Regions from separate parts of the Mus musculus genome. Here region 1 is linked to region 2. A link is a contact called in public Hi-C data. All regions are on one chromosome and are shown on one strand. Each heading gives the region's core, a stretch centred on a gene start, on an enhancer-like site or on the middle of the called end of the contact. The rest is flanking DNA. Distances are from core to core; before and after follow the strand shown. Region 1 overlaps Pcca (propionyl-Coenzyme A carboxylase, alpha polypeptide). Region 2 overlaps Clybl (citrate lyase beta like).

Region 1 (4,683 bases), core at 1,500-3,999, 550 kb after region 2:
CTTGAATCATTTTTTCCATGTAACATTTCTTTTGAAATGTTTAAGAGTAGTTTTTGTCGTGGCTAACATTTGGATTTTTTAAATTTTTATAATTTAGTACAAACTATCAGCGTAAGATAAAAATGTTTTGATGGTCAATCTGTGTGAAGTCTTGTGCAGGCTTGGCAATGGTTTCATTTTTCAAGGAATGGTCTTCCTGGGATGAGAAGGCCTGTTACCTTTGTAGTGTTTTTAAGGCTTATTCTCAACCTTACCAAGATTCAAAATACCTTTTGTGTTTTGACTTTATATGTATGTGTCTACATATACATTTATATATGCTGAAAGAGAAATCATCATATGTCACTGCGTCCTTCAAAACAGCCTACTGAGTGCACAAGGTAGCCTGTCAGATTGACCTCTTAGGACTGGAAAACACTGAAGTTTCAACTTTTTCCCTTTGTAACTATAAGCGTAGGCTGTCAGTGTGAGCTAAGTTAGAGGGCAGTAGGGAGTCATGTTTTTCTTCATTTTAAGGAATTTTTACAAAACCTGGACTTCATTTACATTGGCTACAATCTGGATTCCTTTCTGAGCACCCTCAACTCCCACAGCACAATTCTAGGGGGTCTGAGGGCAGAGCCGAGGGCAACACCATAGAGATACCACAGGCTTGAATCTCAGAGCCCCCAGGCATGCTAAACATGTGGTCTCTTCTCTCCGTCACCCTTCAGATTGAGTGTGCTGGGCCAGACAGAGTACCTCCAGATGAGGGGTCAGCCATTCTGTCCACTGCCTGTCCTCTTTGTAATTTGATGTCAGTCCCATCCTTGCTCAGATAGGGCAATCTCCTGGGGTCCCATCTCCCTGTGGGTTTTCCATGAGACACATTCTTTCTCCAAGAAAGATCAGGGCATATTTAGCAGCCTGTGTTAGTACCTCAGGAAAAGGAAGTAGGAATAATCAGATTCCTTTTAGCAAATGGAGGCCGCCTCCTTCAGATCTCAGAGACTTAAAACGTGTTAGATAACTATGTTCTAAGAGACAAACCTTTCGATATGAAATGGAGCGATTTTTACTTGGGTACAGTCAGGAGGGTTGATGTGGATCCCTAGTTTTCAGGGGACCAGTACAGCAGAAGGGGAGACTGCAGTGGGCCCATAAGCCCTCCGAGCCTTCTGTCTCACTTGGCAGGAAAACACAGAATACAGAACAACAAAAGAAGGCTCCTTTTCCATAAAGGTTCACCCCTCCCCTCCTCCATGCCTCTTCCCCAAAAGGGGCCTGAATTTTTCAGCTGTGCACCGATTTGGTGCTCACTCTTGCAGGGAAACAGTTGCTGTCTGAACAGGCAGGAAACAGTTTTCTTTTAATTGCCGGAATCATTCGGAAGTGCTTCGTGCCCTGCTTCTATACAGCAGATGCTGTGCATTAATTGGCCTGCGTAGAAGTGACCCGGGGTTCCTTGCAGCGGGCCCAATTTTAGGCAGAGGGTTTAAATAGCTTATTTATTATTTTGTATAATCTGCCGTGCATTATGTGCTCCTGCATGTGTTGTGTTTCATGGTCTGCAGTTTCTAATGTCATGTGGGTTTCTAAGCCGGTGTTTCTCTGGTAATGTACTAGCAGCAGGTAAGCTCAAAATACCATCCATCAGGAGCTAATTTTTTATCCAGATACTCCAATGACTGATGAACCTGTCTTTTGTATGAATGTTTAGCACAGTAGAAAGCCATATGCCACTGGCACAGTTTCCTCTACATTCTTTACAGTTGCTAGAGTAGGCTTCTAGGGGGAGGGGGAGCACAAACTCGACGCCATTTGCATCCTCTGGCCTGTATTTTAAGCAGTAGCACCCTTCACACAGCCCTGGGTTTGGATGACAAAAGAGGGTATGCACCGATGTAAAGGAAACCCTACTCCCAGAATGATTCTCTCCATCAGAAATATGACTGTGCACTCTTAATAGGAATCCTTGTTTTGTTCCTCCCCGTCTGTTGCAGACAGACCTCAGCCCATTAGAAGGGCCTCCCTTGTGTGGGAAGACCACAGCTGTTACTGTAAAGCTCATCCAGTCACTGTATCACCCCCATTTTGTGGCTCTGAAGGATGAAATTGAGAAATGGAGCACTGTGCAGTCATCCTTTACGTCTTCAATTTTAGGCCTTCGCCATCATTTTCATGCTTTTATTCCAAATCAAATAACATTAGTGGGCGACAGCACCTTCTGATGAATGTCTCGTCTCAAGCATGGCTTTCGAAGCTCCACTTTGAGGGTCTTGCTTTTATGTCTGGCAGAGACCCCCCCCTCCTTCTCTTCCCCCACCCTACACTTTTCTTTGAGCTTTCTTAGGGGCAATGGCAGTTTGCAGTTTGAGCGATACACAGTGCCATGCGGGTCCCAGTCAGAGCATGTTTTCTGAGAGGGGCATGTGCTGGAGAATGTTCTGTATCTTTTAATCTTTGTGGAAGGAGTGAAGGGGCCTTGGTAGAAGGAGATTGGGGGCTTTAATCAGAACCAAGATGTGGCTTAAATCATTAGCACAACAAAGCATACTATAAGCTTCAAGATAAAAGTCCCCTGGGAAAGGAGTCCTCTGAAAATAAATGGAACTTGATAGATTTCCATATCATTTATAACTTCCCTTAATTACACTTGGAAGACTTGCCAGTAAAACTGGAAAATTGGCAGCCTCTCTCCATTAGAGTCATTTTGCCGACCATGGCAAGCAGCTGGCTTCGCTGGGTTTCATTTCCCATCACTCACAATTAGTCATCAGCTGGAGATGTCTGAAACTCCTCAGCACAGAGCGATGCTGGGTGACATTCAGGCCCGTAAACATGTGAAAATCTGCTGAGTAAATGGGCCGAGTTCTCTCACAAGCTTACTCGTTTGGGGCAAGCCTAGCTCCCACTTAATGAGGGCTGCTCTAATAATCTGATTCGAATGTGAACCTTGACCCTGTGTCAGAGAAGAGGATGCAATAAGCCGGATGAAAAGACATAGGATTCAGGTCTCCAAACTTTGCACCAATTAGACAGCAGAGAAGCACATCAGGCCGACTGCGTTTATCAGACAGACTTGTAAGGCTTGTGACCATTTAGTAAGCCCAATTCTGGATACATCCTGTCACAATCAGTGAGTCTTTATCCAATGATTCACAAATGTTAGAGAAGTCTGTGTGCAGCCATGCTACAGGGCTGGCTCTGCCATGGGCACTGGGATAGGGCAGCTGCTCTCAGGCTTCCTGGGCCTGCCAGCAGTCCAGAAGTTGCTGTAGTGGGTGAGTGCTACATGTTCTGCAGGTGCAGACACCACAGGCAGGAAAGCTCCAGCAGACAGGAGCTAAGCCCCCAAATGCCTCTTAGTGGGAACTAGAGCCTGCCCAGAGATTAAAAAACAAAAACAAAACAAAACAAAACAAAAACCATAAGCTTGTACTGCATTGATTTCCAAGAGATGAACTATGTCAAAATTAGACCAAGCCTTTCTGCATACCTCTTTCTTATTTGGTTTTGTATGCATGTGTGTAGCATGATCCACTTGGAGCAAACATATCACTGCTTTGTAAGGTACAAAGGAAAATTTTTGTTGTAGTTGCCTCAAGAAAATTTCCTCTAAACATGGTTGGAAGGAGAGAGAGCAAGCTAGAGGGGGAAGTCATGGGTTTCTGCTCATAGTTAAATGATGGAAGGAGACTAGAAGGCGGTGAGGGGAGCTAGGAAGTACATGAGGAGTGAGGGGGAAAGGCAGATGGAGGGCCCAGGTTTAATCCTATGAGTTGTTACGGGCTGAGTCAGGCAAAAGACAGACTCCCTTCCCATCAGGAGAAGCTTGCTTTTCATCAAATTACCAGCTTTGCAATCAGAAGTGGGGGGAGAGGCTATGTCAGCTTTGAGAGTCTTGTTTCGGATTGGATTAATAATTTGGGACCCAGTGTTTGCACTCACTGTTACAAGCATCCAGAACCATCCAGGGAGGATGGTCATGGTGGCAAGGTACCCTAAATTGGCTCACGTTTTTCTGCCCTCAGGCTCTAGTAGGGCCTAGGAGGTAGTGGCCTGTTGAAGCTGTCCCTTAGTGTTCACCATGGGTAGTGTTGGCCCCTAGGCACCACTGGAAACCACTAAGCTTCTAACAGAGGATTGTAAGGACACTTGTATGTGTGTATGTTGAGGAAGGGTTAGGGGGCTCCTCAGACTGCCCAGTAGGTCTTAAGCCGTGTGATAAGAGATGAGCAACGACAGGAGACACAGCTGCTGACAGAGGGCAGTGAGCCCATCCACAAGGAAGCTGATGGCCTGAGGTGAGGGGAACTCAGAGCCAACCCCAACTCTCAAGTATCCAAAGGGAGGCGGGCTAGGTGGGTGTGTAGAAGGCTACCACATAAATACCCATTATGAGGACGTGTCCATCTGACAGGAAATAGTGACCAGGGTCCAGAGGTAGACATTTGATTCCTAATTTTCAAGGTGTCCTAAGGAGCCACCTGTGGTGTTGCCTGCAGGTCAGGGTCAGGGACATTTTAGCTTGGCTGCTGAATAAGCTCTGAATAACACCTGCCCTTCTCCTGGCATTTGAAGAGAAAGAAGTGGCTCTAATATGATGGCATGAAGGAATAACAGTTCTGACACCTCCGGCCAAGGCATGTGCATCATCTTGGCACTGCTCTTTCCTGTCCCACAGTTTGAAGAACAGTCCTT
Region 2 (4,719 bases), core at 1,168-3,667:
CATGTAATAAATTAACATTGTAATAAGTAACATTGTAACAAATAACATTGTAATAAATGTAATTTAACAATGAAATGGGTGAGGAAGTGGCTCAGTGGTAGAACAGTTTGTCTAGCATGTAGGAAGCCCCAGTACAGGTAAACAAAAACAAAACAAAACAAAAAACCTCAAAGAAAACAACCAACCAAAAAACAAAACAAACACCCCAAACCAACAAATCTATGAAGGCCTTTACTTTGTTTATTTTGTAGGCCACTTACTCAGTAGAGTTTTCCCAAGAGATGTTTAGTTTATGTCTTCACATATAACTGCTCTAGAAAGGCAAGGGTTACTTTTTGAAGCACCCTCTTGGGAAAGGCCAGTGTCACTCAGAAAACCGTTGTCTACCAAGCTGGGATCAGATCACTTCTCTGGGGTTCAGAGAACTTTGCTTGGAGAGACGCATTGGAATTTCAAGCTTAGCACTAAAGAGATGCTTCCCAACACATCTTGGGAAAGCCCAAGGGAAGGAATTCCCCGTGTATGAGGCAGGAGCCATGTCATCATGCCTGGCTTCCTTTTTTGGCACCTTTTCCCCTCTGGAGGAAGGGGGTGGGGCACAGATCCTGAAGTGAAGAAAAGGATTGTAGGCCCGGAGCTGCTGGGCTGTTAGTGATTAGCTGTTTCCAGCAATTATGCCCCTTCCATCCAGGGTGTGGCGGCTGGCACCTCTCTTAATGAGACAATTTCCAGGGCTTGAGTGTTTGCGCCCTGGTTTCCTCTTGGCCCTCACTTGCCACACTCCTTGGCAGCCTCAGAGTTTACTGACATTATCACCAATGTGGCACATTTATCTTGGCCAACATGAGAAGTCAGGGAAGACATGCCAGTCTGCCATGCCATCACACAAGAGCTTTGGGGGAGAAAATGTGAGGCCAGATGAAGCCACCAAGCCAACTTGGCTTCAGGAAGTGGGGCCCTTGTCCTAGTCATCCAGACATGTAAGTTCAGGTTTCTCAAGGACATTCCAGGTCTTCCTGGCAAGTGACACTGTCTGTTCTATGCTGGAGTAACGGCCTCGCTGCACAGAAGTAACACTGTTAGGAAAGGCACACCAGGTAGGTAGACAGCCGTTCTGCTCTATGAGTCATCAAATAAGGATTGAACAGCCACCACGTGGCAACAAGCGGCTGTCACTGCAGTTATCTGGGGTGTAAGCAACCTAAGTGTTGGACCCCCTCTTGAAGATCTCATGGCTGGTGCAATAGACGCTGAGCCAGTTGTGCACCCAGATGTACACGCAGTAGTCAGTTTATAATAGTGATGAGAACACACAGTGCGAAACGCAACGAAGACAGAAAACAGGACTCCTGCTAGAAAATCATTCTGTGTACCTGACAATTGAGCAAAGGTCTGGGGGGAAGTGGGGGGGATGGGTTCTAGAGGGATGGGAGGGAGATTCGAAGGCCCAGGGGCTGAGAAGAGCTTTAGAAAGATGTGTGCTCAGGGACATCAGAGACACAGGAGGAAGGCAGGAGCTGGGAGAGTAGAGCTGAGAGCCACATAATAAGGGCTTTTGGATGTATTCTAAGATGGTGCAGAGTAGCAGACTTACATAGCATAAAAATACCATTCTGAACCAAGCGTAATGTTCATTGTACACACTTGTGATCTCTGCATTTGGGAACAAGAGGGGCTGGGAGTTTCAGGTCAGTGTTTGCTACATAGCAAAACTGTCTCCCCCCCCCCCCAAAAAAAAAGCCATATTAAAGGCAGGTTAGAGTTGGCCAAGAGTGGACAGGCGAGCCATGTGCAGACTGTCACTATGGTCAGAAAGGAAAGAGGCGGGGAAAGGGTGATGTGTGCCACACAAGGAAAACTTCCTCTCTTTCCTCCAAATCTACTTCTCTATGTCTGCTGTGGGCAACATTTTTTTTTCCTTTGAAGGCCTTTATAGTATCCTCTGTAAATTTCTACTTCCTGTCTTCATGGGCAAGTTCTTCAGAGAAACAGACACCCACAATTCTATGCCCAATGAAAAAGTTCGGAAGAGCCATGCTTCAACTCTGGAAGGGACACATTGTCCTCCATGAATACAGTAGGACCTCTAGGATCCCCACATTGAGAGCCATTAGAACCCCTAAAGTGACCCAATTTCCATCAATCTCAGAGCCATCCGAGCAAGGTCACATTGCTATGACTCCCTCCTGGCGATCGTCGTGAAAACAGATGCAAGTCCTGCTGCGGTACACAAGTCCACTTTGGGAACTAGAGGGTCAAGTGCCCATTATCCAGGTAAGCAGTCTCTCCCTGGGAGACCAAAAATGCATGTCAACATGCCAAGTAGAGGAAGCCAGAGCCACCAGGGCCACCTGGGAAGGGAGGCCTCAGCCAGGCAGTACTAATAAAACCAGACAATACCACAGTGTTGGCGAGATCCAGCCAGGAGCTGGGCAAGGACGAGGGTGGGAGGAAGGGCCTGCCTTCCTCCAAAATCAATGTCCCTGTTAACTTGGGCAGAAGAAAATCTGACAGCTCTGGAAACCTGCCCATCTGAGGCAAAAGAGGAAGCCGAGAAGCAATTGGAGCCAGAGGAAGACTAGAAATGGCAGGCGAAATTAGCTGCCTGTTGGGAACCCAGGGCACAAGCTCTCCATTCTGTTTTCAAGATAGGCCTGATAGCCCTGGGCACAGGTGCCATGCTCCATCCCCACATGGCCTTCCAGCTGCCCTTTGAAGCAGGCTGCCCCTTGGGGTCCAGTCAGAGCTGTTTTTTAAACATCCATGGAAAAGACAGGCCCTCAGCTCCAGACCCAGGTCTCCAAGGGGCTGTTACATTTTGTTATCTGGGATATATCTGAGAGGCCACAGGCCTCACTGAAGCCTTCAGAGAAACAGAAGTGCCACGAGATGACTCTAGAGGAGAATCACCTTTTTAGTGACAAGGTGGTGGTGTCCTACTGACCGATGGGTCTTTCAAACCTCTGGGAAAGAGAGAGTGGTGTGAGTCCACTCTCCAATTATACTCCACTTTCTATTCCTAATTCCAGTCACTCTGAAAACCAAAACGTATGTAGTGGGTTTAACAGCTGACCAGGAAACTCAAGCCAAAGCTTGTGTCCCCGACCGTGTGATATGATCAGTCCTGCATTTTGGGGAGGGAAGGCATGAAAGCGATTCCAGATACCATGTGAAAGTCCATACCATTATGGCTTCCGAAGCCCCAGGATTTGCTGTTGTGTTGTTATGGGTTTGAGGAGAACTTATGTCTATTAGAGAAGCCACAGATGACCAGAGAGAGCCCTTTGCACTGTAATAATTCATAGACAACATGTAGAGGTTTGGGGTTACAGAATTGTAGAAATTCACTTTTCTTGTGGTTTTAAGTACAGATTTTAGTTGGAAATACTATGTTGTTAAAAAAAAAAAAAAAAAAAAAAGACCTGAGCTTGTGGCTTTGCATAAAGCCCAGTGATAGCATGTTCCTCAGAATAGTTTTGGGTATCCTGGAACTTGGGTGTCCAGCTGGCCTCAATCTTAGACCCACCTGCCTCTGCCTCCCAAATGCTGGGATTAAAGTTGAACACTGTTGTGCCTAGTATTTGTGAGCAAGTCTTGTCTTAAAAGAGTGATTGCTACACATACTTCTGGCTTTCAGATGCCATGTCCCATGAACTACCTATTCAAGGAGGGATCAGGGGTGTGACTCAAAAGAGGACCCCCCCTCCCCTGTCCTCAGCACAACTGCTGTGAATGGTTAAAGGGTAAGTGATGTAAGCCACTTGATTGGGGTGGTACTTCTGAGGACGATGACAGCCTTGCAGGTCAGAGAGATGAGGAGGGTCCTGGTGAGCGCTAAAGCTGTAACATTGAATCCTAAAATCATCTCAGCTCTGTTTCCTGAACACCTAGCAGATGGTCCAGATTGTGACCCTGAGTATTTTCTAAGCGCAGGGCCATCTGTGTGTCCCTTTGCTTCTCTAGTTCCATTCTAGTTGCATCCTGCTAGGAAGAAGTGCTGTGGTTTCGCCTTTCTCAGTTAGGAGTGATAGAGGCAGCGTCTTTTCTGCCTTAAAATTCTGCACCAAAATGTTTTTGTCATATTATCTCAAAGTAAGTAAGTAAGTAAATAAATAAATAAATAAATAAATTTTTTTCTTCTAGATTTGCTAAAGATACTGACCTTGTGGGGCCAGGTCAAATTACTGAGTACTTTGCGTTTCTGGAACGCTTTGTGTTGGCTTTGGTTAGCAGACTGCAAACCACTATCAAAAGGGGCCACTCAGAGTCGGTTCTGCACTGGGGACTGATGGGATGGGATGAGGAGTCAGTCTGTCTCGTCTGCTGCTGACTTTTAATATATAGAAGGTATGAGGATTCAATTAGCAGGTCTCCATCCAACACCAACATGGTGCCTGCCATGTAGAAAGTACACAGTATATCTTAATGTATGATCGCTGGGCTACAGGGCTGCCCCTTTGTCTCCCAGTCTTTGGAAATAATATGGTAGCACTATGAAGTGCTGGAAATATATGCTCACTCGGGCTGTAACCCTGGCCCCCACATTCCAGGCCTCTGACCCCACCCCCACCCTGTTACCTGCCATCCTTGGCTGCTAGCACCTGTCTATTTTAAATAGTTTGCAGAGAAGGGATTTTTTTTCTTTTGTCTTCCTTTGAGAACTCTTTAGAGTCTCTCTTAACATATTTTCACAAGGGCTCCGCCCGTGTGACCTCTCAA

The links. Hi-C and Micro-C count contacts between places; a contact is called where the count stands out from the background.
Region 1: a Hi-C map of cerebellum shows a contact between it and region 2, with 4 times the contacts expected there. The contact joins two enhancer-like sites. A contact is called at or near these places in 2 of 15 datasets of contacts at CTCF or cohesin (large pre-B cells and pro-B cells), 3 of 484 Hi-C or Micro-C datasets (the N1E-115 cell line, cerebellum and nephron progenitors) and 2 of 9 other capture datasets (adipose tissue and embryonic stem cells).

The regions. Positions count from the first base shown.
Region 1 is chr14:122,881,197-122,885,879 of GRCm38.p6, forward strand. The region is part of intron 22 of Pcca (propionyl-Coenzyme A carboxylase, alpha polypeptide); the gene reads left to right. Among named protein-coding and RNA genes, the nearest start is that of Gm46488, 27 kb to the right of the region's middle. Within about 2 kb of position 2,750, at least 65 of the 459 cell types and tissues checked have an H3K27ac peak or open chromatin away from gene starts, as enhancers often do. A contact at or near this core is called in cerebellum, where this site is marked.
Region 2 is chr14:122,336,459-122,341,177 of GRCm38.p6, forward strand. All of the region lies in intron 2 of Clybl (citrate lyase beta like), which reads left to right. Among named protein-coding and RNA genes, the nearest start is that of Gm25464, 49 kb to the right of the region's middle. Within about 2 kb of position 2,418, at least 16 of the 459 cell types and tissues checked have an H3K27ac peak or open chromatin away from gene starts, as enhancers often do. A contact at or near this core is called in cerebellum, where this site is marked.